2 separate regions of the Hordeum vulgare genome follow, and region 1 is linked to region 2. A link is a contact called in public Hi-C data. All regions are on one chromosome and are shown on one strand. Each heading gives the region's core, a stretch centred on a gene start, on an enhancer-like site or on the middle of the called end of the contact. The rest is flanking DNA. Distances are from core to core; before and after follow the strand shown.

The links. Hi-C and Micro-C count contacts between places; a contact is called where the count stands out from the background.
Region 1: a contact with region 2 is called in a Hi-C map of leaf, with 6 times the contacts expected there. The contact joins the promoter of LOC123395724 here to the promoter of LOC123399874 in region 2. A contact is called at or near these places in 3 of 6 Hi-C or Micro-C datasets (leaf and seedling) and 1 of 1 datasets of contacts at active chromatin or transcription factors (embryo).

Annotation. Positions count from the first base shown.
Region 1 is chr5H:248,818,114-248,824,485 of MorexV3_pseudomolecules_assembly, forward strand. It overlaps LOC123395724 (LRR receptor-like serine/threonine-protein kinase RGI5), which reads left to right and starts at 3,927. Exons shown (of 2, transcript XM_045090750.1): 1 at 3,927-6,372. The coding sequence starts at 4,164.
Region 2 is chr5H:248,420,103-248,426,189 of MorexV3_pseudomolecules_assembly, forward strand. LOC123399874 (histone deacetylase 14) reads right to left here and starts at 2,803. Exons shown (of 9, transcript XM_045094256.1): 1 at 2,716-2,803; 2 at 2,235-2,485; 3 at 1,805-1,879; 4 at 1,018-1,119. The coding sequence starts at 2,758. LOC123399876 (cx9C motif-containing protein 4) reads left to right here and starts at 2,888. Exons shown (of 4, transcript XM_045094259.1): 1 at 2,888-2,980; 2 at 3,071-3,267. The coding sequence starts at 3,182.

The sequences.
Region 1 (6,372 bases), core at 2,677-5,176, 400 kb after region 2:
GTAGCCACCTTGGCGCCCCTTATTGTTGTTGTAGAAGGGACACCCATGATTGTTGTTGTTGTAGTGGTGACCGCGACCACCATTGTTGTTGTAGTAGGCAGGGCCACCACCATTGCCGTCGTTTTTGTTGGAGTTATGGTAGCTGCCGCCACCACCGTTGTTGCCGCCACCACGATACCCGCCACCACCATTGGTGGGTTTAGGCAGTCCGCGGTTGTAGCTCTTGCCGCCGCCCACTCGATTCCTTGCATCCATGTTGGCTGAGGATTTGAAGCCTCCCGCACCAGAGCCATGAAGAGCTCGACCCTCTGGTCAAAGTTCGATACCATGGCGAACAACTCATTGACAGAGAAAGGCTCGACGCGAACATCCAGGGCCGAGATGATGGATTGATAAACCATATCCAGCCCCGCGATGATGAAGGACAGTACCTCCGGTTCTTCAATGGGTTTACCTGCAGCTGCAAGTTCATCCGATAATGATCTCATATGACCAAAGTAAGCAGTGGCAGATTGAGAGCCTTTGTGGGCATTAGAGAGATATATATATGCTGATGTTGTTCACTTGAGATTTGGATTGGGCTGCAAACATGTTGGAGAGGGCGCTCCAGATCGCATGCGATGTCTCCATCGAGGCAACCTGGACTAGGATTTCTTTTGAAAGGTTTATGAGCAGATAGGCCACGATTAGGAACAATATGTTCCTTTCCATCAGTGGTTTTGGAGGAGATTGTTTTGGTAGGCTCTGGGGTTGTCTGGTCGATATACCCATAGAGGCCGGCTCCCATGATCTAGGAACGATTCTGGGCACGCCATAGGATATAATTGGTGCGGTTGAGTGGTTCGGAGGTGTTGTTGTTCAAGCCCGATAATGAGCTTGAGGTGGAGGAGGAGGCCATGGATGCATGTTTTGATTTGGATCTGAAGAGAGGTTTTGTGGCGGCTTGGTTTGTCTAATGGAGATCTAGATGTGGAGGAAGAATATGGCTCTGATTACCATGTGAGAATTGGTAAAGCGTCTCAACTGTCATACATGACAGCCCGCAGGTTATATATTGATCAAGACTTGGGTTACAAGGATTCGTTGGTGATGTTTAACCAATAGATAGATTACAGGAGGTTTGGAGTTAGAGAGATAGAGATAAACTTAACAGCTCAGGATAACCGTGAGCCTAACAAACTAGGATCTGAACGATATCCTTTAACAATTTCAACACAAAAGGAAAAATAATGAGGCTATTCAAAGTCTCATTCCAAGTATGGTGTGGGGCTAGGTCAGGTCAGGTGCAAATGGGACGACGAGAAGATGATTTAAGGGGGAGAGGGAGAGAGTATTGCCCATTTTTTAAGAAATCCCAACACTTGCCAACAATTTATTTACTTTTGCATGCTCTTTTCAGGCGGTGTTTATTTATTTTTATTTAAAATATTCACATGGTGTTGTTGGTATATACTACCTCTGTATCATAATATATAACGTTTTAGCAATTCAAATAAACTGCTAAAACGTCATATATTATGGTACGGAGGGAGTAGTAGACAACTGGAATTTTGAAATAGTCGCATCACATACATAATCATTTCTTTTCTTTCACTAATATTAAATTTGTTGTTGAATCATTTTATGGAGTCTGCTAAATAGGGCGGAGTTTGTGTTTTCTCTTCTTTCTATTTTTGATAGTGATCCTCTCTTTGTTTACTTTTGTGGACAAAAAAAAAGAGGTTAGACGGGGTTCCACCTCTCCCTCCTAGTCCATCAGTAAGATCTGTTTTGAGGTAGAGCCACACCAAAACGTGTTTGATTGGTCAAGATGGTCTTCCATTTTCCAAGTTCCAACGTGTTATGCGTCCTTTTTCTGTGGTCCATGGTTTATACTCCACATACTAGCTCTTTTGTTCCAAGAATCTCGTTTGCATTTCACACCTGTATGAACTGATGTTGCTTTTAGCTACGATTCGTGGAACAATAGTACGTACAATAGTATTTCTGCTGTTTTTAAATACAAGTTGTACTTATTGTGGAAAAACCGTTGCCGAAGGTGCACAATTTACTGTAAAACCTACCGAAGGTGCACAAATGTTCTGCAATTGTGACACAAAAAAATAGTCGGTCACACCGACTATTATAACGCGTTTTCCTCTATGAAGTCGCAAGTCCGAGTTAGAGTGGTGTCACCCTTCCTTTTTTTTTTAATTTCGCGATCGTGACACAGCAAATGGACTGGCCACTGTGCGAAACGCAGGCATTTGGAAAAAATTAAGTGGGCCGGTCTTGTAGGGAGTAGGATGTGCACCTGGTGGAACATTTTTTAAACAAAAAATTTAAAACGGGCCGGCCCATTAGACAAATCCCAGTTGACACAATGTTTCGGTTCGATTTAGGCCGGGGTTGCATAGTTTAGGATACAATAGCAAAAGGGCTCGTGCGTTGCAACGGGAGAAAAACAATTAAATCTCCAATGATGCTGATTATATTATGTCTTTAAAATTTTAGGACATTTTTTGAAATGCATGAACATTTTTTGAATTAGCAAACATTTTTTTCAATTGCACTCAAAAAATAATACACATTTTTTTTAAAAATCATGGACTTTTATTGTTTTCACCAACATTTTTCTCAAAATTATGAACGTTTTTCTGAATATGCGAATATTTTTACAAAAACCCCGAGTATTTTTTGAATTCACAAACATTTTATGTTTTCTTCAAACTTTTATTTCAAAATTCTCAGTTTCATAAATTGCAAAAGTTTTTCAAAGTTATAAATTATTTAAATTAAAAAATGGAACGGAAAAATTAAAATAAAAAACGAGACTAAAAACAGAGGCACAAACTCTTTTTAAGATTTTTACACGGACTTTTGTTTGAAATCATTGAATTATATATTTTATGGACAATTTCTCAAAATTTAAACATTTTTTTGTATATGCAAACATTTTTCAAAACTCCTGAGTAGTTTTTGAATTCTCAAAAAAATTATGTTTTTTTGAATATTTTATTTAGAAATTCTCAGTTTCTTAAAATTTAGAAAAGTTAGTTGAAGTTCTAAATTATTTAAAGTATAAAAAAACAAAATGGAACTGAAAATAAAAATAAAAGAACTAAACCAAAAAAACAGGCACCCACGAATGGGCTGGCCCAAACAGGTGTGCTGCATCTTTTTCCAACGCCCAGAGCGTAATATAGGAGGTGCCTACATGGGCCGGCCCAGTCCGGAGATTTTTCTGTTTGAAACGTTTTTATGACTTATAGGAGGCATTGATGGGTAATTTTAGTGAACTTTAGGGGCAATTTGAATGACGTACGGCAGAAGCAATATTTGCTTTATTAGTAGGTAAGATTTGTAGTTGAAAAAAATTAGACTAGTTTTTTCAACAAGTATTGTGATATTGAGAAAGTAAATTTCTTCCTCCGCTCCTAAATATTTGTTGTTGGAAAGAATCAGACTAATTCTTTCCAACGACAATACGATACAGAGGGAGTAAATTTCTTCCGCTGTTCCTATATATTTATTGTTGATGAGAACCAGACTAGTTTTTTTTTCCAATAACAAGTACTTCCTTCGTTTTAAAATAAGTGTTTTAAGTTTAATACAACTTTGTACTAGAGATAGTACAAAGTTAAAACACTTATTTTAGAACAGAATGCTATTATGATACAGATGAAGTAAATTTCATGCAAGACATGGCGTTCATGATTGGCCCTCAGAATTTAGCATGCAAAACTGCAAATCCAAGCGAGAAAACCACACACAACAAGGGTTCTCACCTCAGGTTTCGTGTTTTCTCTTTCGAAAAATAAAACTCAGGTTTTGGTCACCCCACCAAATACGTCAGTGAGTGAGTGAGTCAGTCAACTCAGATTTTTTTTTCCCACCAAAAAAAAAAAAAAAAACTCTGGACCCAAACAGAGAAGATCCTCTTCCGTCTCGCAAGAGGCAAAGACTGGACAACTGCAGTCTCCCCTTTCCCTCTCTACAACTACAACCCTCGTCTCGAACTCGAATCCACAAATGTCGACCAAAACCCGAGGGCACGAGCACCACACAGCCATGGCCTCCCAGAAACCCGAAGCCTAGGGGAGTCCCTTTGGCCTATTGCTCCAGCCGGCCAGGATCAGCAGGGAGCCAATTGAATCAAGAGAAAAGGCCGAGGGTCGCCGGCCATGGGGGACGGGAAGAGGTACTGTTCCTGCTCCTCTACCCATGGCTTCTCGGTGCCGCTACCGCTCTTCTCCTTCTTCACCTTGTTCTGCCTCCATCTGTCCATCGCCGCCGCCGCCGGCAACCCGCCCCTTCCTCTAAACAACACGCAGGAATCCATCATGAGGGATCTCTCGCGCTCTGTGGGCTCAGCCGGGTGGAACACAACCGTCTCCAATCCATGCCTATGGAGGGGAATCGGTTGCTCCCCTTCTAACTCCAGTTCCTTCTTGGTGGTGACCAAAGTCGATTTATCTGGCTACTCCATATCCAACTCCACGCTCTTTGCCTCCTTATGCTCTCTCGACACCTTACACTCCCTCGATCTCTCCAATAACTATTTCGCCAATTTGACGGGCCATTTCTCTCCTTGCCCCATGACTGCCGGGTTGCGGGTGCTAAATTTCAGCAGCAACCGTCTGTCGGGACGACTAGGCCATCTCTCCGGTTTCTCTCGACTCGAGGTTCTTGATCTCTCCTTCAATTCCTTCCTTGGTACTGTGACCACCCAATTGAGTGTTATGCCTAGGTTGAGGAGCCTGAACCTCAGCTCCAATTATTTGGTGGGTGCTGTCCCTCTAAGAATGGCTAGCTCTATGGAGGAGTTGGTGTTGTCTCGTAATAGTTTCAGTGATTCAATTCCAAGCAGTCTGTTCAGTTATTCAGACCTCACCCTGTTGGATCTTAGTCAGAACAGTTTCACTGGTGATGTCGTTGATGAGTTCCGGAAGCTGCCCAAGCTCAGGACCTTAATCCTTTCTGGTAATAACCTGACTGGAGCAATACCGGCGAGCTTGTCGAATGTCATGACGCTCACTCGGTTTGCGGCTAATCAGAACAATTTTACTGGTTCTGTCCCTAGTGGTATTACAAAGCATGTGAAGATGTTGGATTTGAGTTATAATGGTCTGAGTGGGGAGATCCCCTCTGATCTCCTCGGCCCCGCGGGATTGGAGACTGTTGATCTCTCCAGCAATTACCTCCAAGGACCAATTCCTAGGAACTTATCTTCACACCTCTACCGCTTGAGGCTTGGTGATAACAAGCTCAATGGGACCATCCCGGACACCATAGGTGATGCCTTGGCCCTGGCTTATCTTGAGTTGGACAACAATCACTTGATGGGAAATATCTCTTCACAGCTTGGAAGATGCAGGAACTTGTCCTTGTTGAATCTGGCATCGAACCATTTTCAGGGTCAAGTGCCTGATGCAATCAGTAACCTTGACAAGCTGGTAGTTCTGAAGCTTCAAATGAACAATCTCAGGGGATCTATCCCAAGTACATTTTCTGATTTAACAAACCTGAACACTTTGAATCTTAGTCTGAATTCATTCACGGGAGAGATACCAATGGGAATTTTCAACCTTCCAAAGCTTTCCAACTTGAATTTTCAAGGGAACAAGATCAGCGGTGCCATTCCAGTGTCAGTCAGTTCATTGCAGTCTCTAATTGAGCTCAATCTGGCAGATAATTCCCTCACTGGTACCATCCCAACAATGCCGACCAGTTTGAGCGCAGTTCTCAATCTTAGTCACAATCATCTCAGTGGATCTATTCCTTCAAATGTCGGTGTTTTAAAAGATTTAGAGATCCTTGACCTTTCATACAACAACTTGTCTGGTCCAGTGCCATCCTCACTTGAGGGTCTACAGAGCTTGACAAAGTTGGTGCTATCTTATAATCACCTCTCTGGGTCCCTTCCTGCATTCCGTTCAAGTGTGACTGTTGATAGCACTGGAAATCCTGATCTTACAAATGGCAAGGAAAGCAGTAATGACTCTCCTACTAGTAGGAAGACAAGGACACATACTGTTGTCATTATTGTTGCTATTGTCAGTTCTCTTGTTGGACTGTGCTTGCTGGCTGCTATTGTTATGTTCGCATTGTCCAAGAGAATTTATCGTGTGGAAGACGAAGGACCATCAACTGAAGTGGGTGTGTGTCAAGTCATTGACGGCCACTTCATAACAATGAGCAGTGTGCACACATCTGGAATTGATTTTAGGTATGCAGTGAAAGCAGTCTCCAATCCCAACAACATATTCCTGAAGACAAGGTTCTGCACCTACTACAAGGCCATGATGCCAAATGGATCAATCTACTCTGTGAAGAAGCTTGATTGGAGTGACAAGATATTCCACGTTGGTAGCCAAGAGAAATTTGGCCATG
Region 2 (6,087 bases), core at 1,553-4,052:
GGATTCTGTCTCAGATTAGCAGGGTAATAAGTCATAACAGGGGCACTGATTGAGGTCTTCAAGTGGCAATTAGCCTGAATGTGGCCCGGCCTGTTGCAGCCTTTACAACGGATCCTGCTAGTGCATTTGGGCCGCAGGTGGCCCAAAGAGAGACAGCAGACACAGAAGCTTTTCTGCTGGGCTTGGGCCAAAGCTGGATCAGAGTTGCGAAAAGAAGGCCTGGAGTTTTGAAAACCCGAGGAAATCGCCCTACCCAGCGCAATGTTATTGGGCGAAGTTAAGACAGGGTTTAAATCCGACACTAATTGAGCAAGACGTTCAGAAACTGAAACACGATTCGAAATGGGAGATCTGGAAGTTTGATTTTCAGAGGGGAAGATCCTGGGAGATTGAACCACATTTGCATATGATAGTCTCTCATTTGAACAATTGACTACAGTCCATTCTCGATCAAGTTCTTGCTGATAGAGACGGAATTCTTTTTTGAAATCCAGGCCACCATTGCCCCAAAGAAGAAAACCAAGATTAAACAGATCTGAGGCAATATTTCCTCCTTTAATAATAGCAAATCCAACTTCTTTGGAAGAAACACTGAACTTGAAAGACCAATTTTGCAGCAGGTAGCTTTGAAGCGGGATGCATGACCCCCCAGGCAAGATTGAAGGATAAGACTAACCGATTCAGGGTTGATGCGAATCTTGGATCGAGGGAACTCAGCGACCATGATGAACTCCCGATGCTTTCCTCCCTCAAAATGATTGATGCAAACTCCATATTCTTTCCAGATGAAGGCTTCAAAGGCCAGCCCTGGCTCGAACTTGAGATCCGAGAGCCATCCAGAGAGGTCTCTAAAGCTGTATTTTTTTATAGTCGATTTGATATATTTCCAACTAACAAGATTTTAATTCTTTAAGTTGGGAAAGGTAATGCAGATCAGAAGCAATTGCCCTGGATTCTTCTTTTTCTTCTCTGCAAAGTAAGGCTACGACAATAATAAGAACACTTGATGGCAATTACCTTTTCGAGTCCAGTGATGTATGTTCTTGAATGAACTCGTGCAACATCATCAAGTGAAGCAGGGTAGAAATTTCGGATTTCAAGAATCTGTGAACCCCGATGCTGAATACAAAACAAATAAGATGTCATATAGTTACAAGCTCATGTCAGAACATTGATTTTTTCCAGTGAGATGTGATAGAGTACAGATGAGGATATGAGAAAGAAATATGCAAAACTTATCGAGATTTAACTGAAAACACTTAAATTGTACTCCCTCCGTTCCATATTAGTTGTCGCTTGTGTTGAAGTGTATATGTGGATTGCCAAGCCCTTTCCATCAGTTGAGAATTTTGGTTGCGTTGACTAGTGCATGAAGCTTAACATAGTATCAGAGCTAAGGTCTTGGAATTCAAGTCCTGGCTTTCGCAATTTATTCAGAAATTGCTGCTGCCCCCTCTGTGTCCACATATAGGCCTCTTGAGCCATACCTCTAAGTCTATCCGGACTATTGATTGCGTTGGCTCATGCATGAAGCTTAACAGATTGTACTAAATCAGCGACCACTAATATGGAACGGAGGGAGTATCTTCTTCTTATTATTGTTTACCTATCACTATAGTCCATTTTTATCATGCAAGAACATGCAACTGCATACTTTTGGAACAAAATAGAGCATGCCACTTTTAACTAAAGTATACGCACTCGGAGAAATTTAAAAGATAAGGGCAAAAAAAATCTGTTAAAACTTATAAAATGTAATATTACAAAAGTTATAAGAATCCAAGGTTCTATTTTGCTTACATACCTTCGATGTAAGCTCCAATTTTTCGAGAGCATCAACTATTGCTGGCACTCTTTTGTTTGATTCTGGATGTGCTTCCTAAATATCATTATATAAGTATATTAGTATATAAATTAGACAATACAATTTGACATGTCATGATTATGCTACGATGTACCATTTGTTTTACATAATTTACACTTTGGAGTTTGGACACACAACTTATACAGTATGATTTGATACCAGGATGTCCCTAAGCAAAGATTGTATATAATATAGCTCGACAGTAAGTTATTCTCTTGACAGATTGAAGTTACAAAACATAGTTGGATAGGATACCTTTATTCCCCTCAGTTTGATCAAATTTAGTACTTCAAATCACCCAGCATCTATATATACATACAAATACTTGTGACCTGGATGTGAAATCAGCGAAGCATTAGAGATAGCTTACCTTGTTATGACCCATGGCAGGAGATGCACAATAGAGGATGCGAGCATCACGAAGCAAACTACCCGGCAAAGACGAATCCTTTGGAGCACCATTTACATGTGAGACAGAAGCTCCATTGTGACTCGCTGCACACTGTGCAAACCGACCCCCATTCAGGTTCTGATTTCTCCCGGTGGTTAGTAAGCTGCTCCAGGTCAGGGGATGATGTGTTCCATAGACACGGTACTGTCTGAGCAAAGGAAACGCCCTTCCTGAGAGACGTGGCAGGCAGTTGTCTAAATATGTTATGGAGGTCAGGTTACTGCCATACACGTATAAACAGAAAACAGACTAAATGAGCAGCAAAAGGATACCAAGAACTCTGGTAAACTGGGGACCTAGTTACGCCTGGGCATTTACACAAGCAGGTGGTAGGCAAGTGACATCTACTAGTGGAAGCATGAATCGGCAAGCGACGGAGCAAGTGGGTCTACCATCCTACCTCCAAGCATCGGTAGGGATGGTGGTATCCGCAGCAGCTCCATCACCTCAGTAAAAGCGCTCTCTCTCTCTCTCTCTCTCTGGCTCGATCTCCTCTTATCCTCCCTCGGTTGAACAAGAATCACCGTCGCTAGCGGCTCCGTTCGCTAGTCGCGTCGCCACACAACGGAGCGCGAGATGGGCTGGGCAGAGCCCAAGCCCAGTCTCACTCACTCTGGGCTGAATGAGTGGGCCGAATCAACTAGCGGCTCCGTTACAGAATCACCGTCTGTCGTCTTTCAATTGATTTCTTTGACCCCCTCAAAAAACATTTTTTGATTTCTTTGACTTGTTGGTTCGATTTCTCTTCTCAAAAGAAACCCCAACACCGGCGTCGGAGCAGCGGCGGCAAGCAAAAGAAAGAGGAGGAGCAAGTGGTCATCTTGGTAAGCTATCAACAAAAATTACAATCAAAGAGGAGGAGCGAGATGGCGCAGCCGAGCAAGGAGCCGTGCAAGAAGGAGGCGTGCGACATCCAGGCCTGCCTCTCCAAGAACCTCTTCGATTCCAACAAGTACGGCCCCGTTCTCTCTCCTTCTCTTGCTCTTACGGTTGCTGCAAGGGATTCATGCTGCATAGTTCTGGATAGTAACTGGGGGGTTGGGGAATTCGAGCCCGATGCTTGGGCATGCCCTGGGGTTGGGATTGGGGAGACCTAGGTAAGCATTGGAGCTGGACCTAGTAAGAATTGGGATTTAGGAGCCATCGTGACCTCATGCCACGGTGGACTTCCTGTCAGGAACAGAGTTACTGACGAACTAAAACTCTAGCGAATAACAACGAACTTTGGAGACTCAAGTTAGGCCAAGGGATGGATCTATTGCCCAGCAAAGGGTAAAAATGAGTTGAGCATGCCGCCGGCGGCTTAGGGTTTCACCCACACATGATTTACATGCCTCTAAGGGCTGGAACTAGTGGGCCAGTAGAATCTATGGCGGAACGCCTTGGCCACCAAGGTTCTAGAGGCGGCATGATGCCCACAATTCCCCTGGTGAATGTCTCTGAGGATCTCCTGTCCCTTTTCTGATTCGACGCAGCGTTGGAACACGCCGGTCACGTTGCGCCGTACTAGCTCGCGATTGATGATGGCATAGGCTGCAGACCTGCGCTGGATCTGCCTCGCCTCCGCCTCGTCCTGAGGAAGTTCGCCGCGGAGGAGGAAGGCCAGGATAGTTTGAGCCCATGACGGAGCCGACACAAGGGTTGCCTCCGCCTCGACCTGACTGTTAGGGGCTTCTGCAGCCCCCGAGCTTGATGGAGCCGCGGTCGTGGACTCGAGACAAGGTGTCTCTGGTGTTGCTGCGGCAGTTGGCTCGCCGTCTACCTCCATGACGTCCACCCACTGGGTGTCGAGATGATAGGATTCGAGGCCAGGCGGAGCCGGAGTTGTTGTTGCAGCCGGTGCCGGTATTGGAGTCGGCGTGGCCAACGTAGCCGGCACAGAAACTGTAGCCGGCGTAGTTGGTGGAGCCGACGGCGCTTGCACCGTGGACTCGGCTGGTGCCGCTATTGGAGTCGGCATAGCCAGCGTAGCCGGCCTAGGAGCTGCGGCCGGCGTAGCTGGTGGAGCCGACGGCGCTTGCACCGCAGAGTCAGTCGGCACGAAGATCGATGCCTACTCGGGAGACGGCCTGATAGACGGCTTATAGAGTTGCTCGAGGGAGACGCCGGCTGGAATAGCCTGTCTCGTGGAGCCGATCTTTGCCAGTGTATCAGCCGCCTCATTTTCTGCCTTGGGAATGTGGTGGAACTCACGGCCTTCGAAGGGGCCGCTGAGCTGCTGGATGAGGAAGCGGAAGCTTGCCATGTTGGCGTCCCTGGCGTCCCATTCGCCAGAGACTTGCTGTACCACCTAGTCTGAATTGCCGAAGCATATGAGCCGCCGGATGCCAATCTCCTTGGCGAGCCGGAGGCCGTGAGCAAGTGCTTCGTACTCGGCGACGTTGTTGGAGGCGGCGAAGTGGATCTGGAGAGCATACTTGAGCTGGTCCCCTTTCGGAGACATCAAGACGATGCCGGCTCCCAGTCCTGTCCGCATCTTCTAGCCGTCGAAGTGCCTTCGCCAACGCGTGGAGTCTGGAGGCGGTGGCTCGAACTGGGTATCGGCGGTGGCAGCAACAGGGTCACCAGCATCTGTTGACGCCTTGCCGTGAGCCGTGCTGGTGCCGGCGCCGATAACCATCACCTCCACGGCGTTGGAGACGGCAGCAACGTGGTATGGGGTGAAGAACCCCACCGACGGCGGAGGGCCGTCGAAGACGAGGACGTTGCTAGGATATACGTCATTGGCAGGCGTCTCAGTGATAGAGAGCCTGCTGAAGCTGGCGCAGAGCGCCTCAACGTCGAAGTCCTCGCCGAAGTAGCACGGACCGTCATTGAGACGTAGATCGCTGAAGAGGATGCTGAGGTTCTCCATAGCAGCGACGACAACGCTAGGAAGCGCCTCGTCATCAGAATCTTCGTCTGAATCCGCATGGCGGACGGGGACGTCGATCATCATCGGTGTTGCCTCGTCGAAAGCGGGCTCCATGGGCATGCAAACTGATCCGGACGCGATGCATCCGGTGGTGTAGGTGCGGGGCCTCGCCCAGCGCGTAAAGCCAGCCGATGCCGCGATCGGCCCCACGGTGGGCCCCAAATGTCGGTGAATACTCACAACATATGCCATAGGTAGGCTAAAGTCGGTGAGAACCGAAGGGACAAAAGAGGGCGCTGAGAACGACGTTGGTACAAGCATGAAACGCACGATGTATCCAGGTTCAGGGCTCTCCTTAGAGATAAGACCCCTAGTCCTGCTGGAGTGTTTGATGTGTATGAACAGAGTACAGAGTTGCTCCTGGAGCTGTGTTGGGAGGAGGAAGAGGGGAGCAGCCGGCTCGTCTCTGTCTCTCTCTATGTGGTTGGTGAGTGTGTAGTGTTGTTCGTCCGTGGAATGATCGGCCCCCCTGCATGGAGGGCGACCGGGGGGTTTTATAGACGAACCCGCCGGCCTACAATATGGATAAAGGGTACAAGTGTGGGACCTGGCTAGCAGCCTCGCCGGCTGGCCAGGGGCCAACTAGAGTCTTGTCTTGTCGCTTGAGGGGCCCGCCGGCTGCATGGTCTCGATTTGCAGTGGGACCCGCCGGCTGGCCAATGAACCTCTCGCGTAAGGTTGACGCCGAGCACGCGCTGTACGTCAAGCGTCGTCCAGCGAGATTCGTCATGGGCAAGTAGTACGACCGCCTTCACTGTTCCCCACGCCGAGTGCAGTAATGGAGTGGGAGTGCGACGGTCCGACACTATGCTAGGTGATGGATCAGAGCCGGGGTAGGTCAGCGGCGTGGCCGCCGAC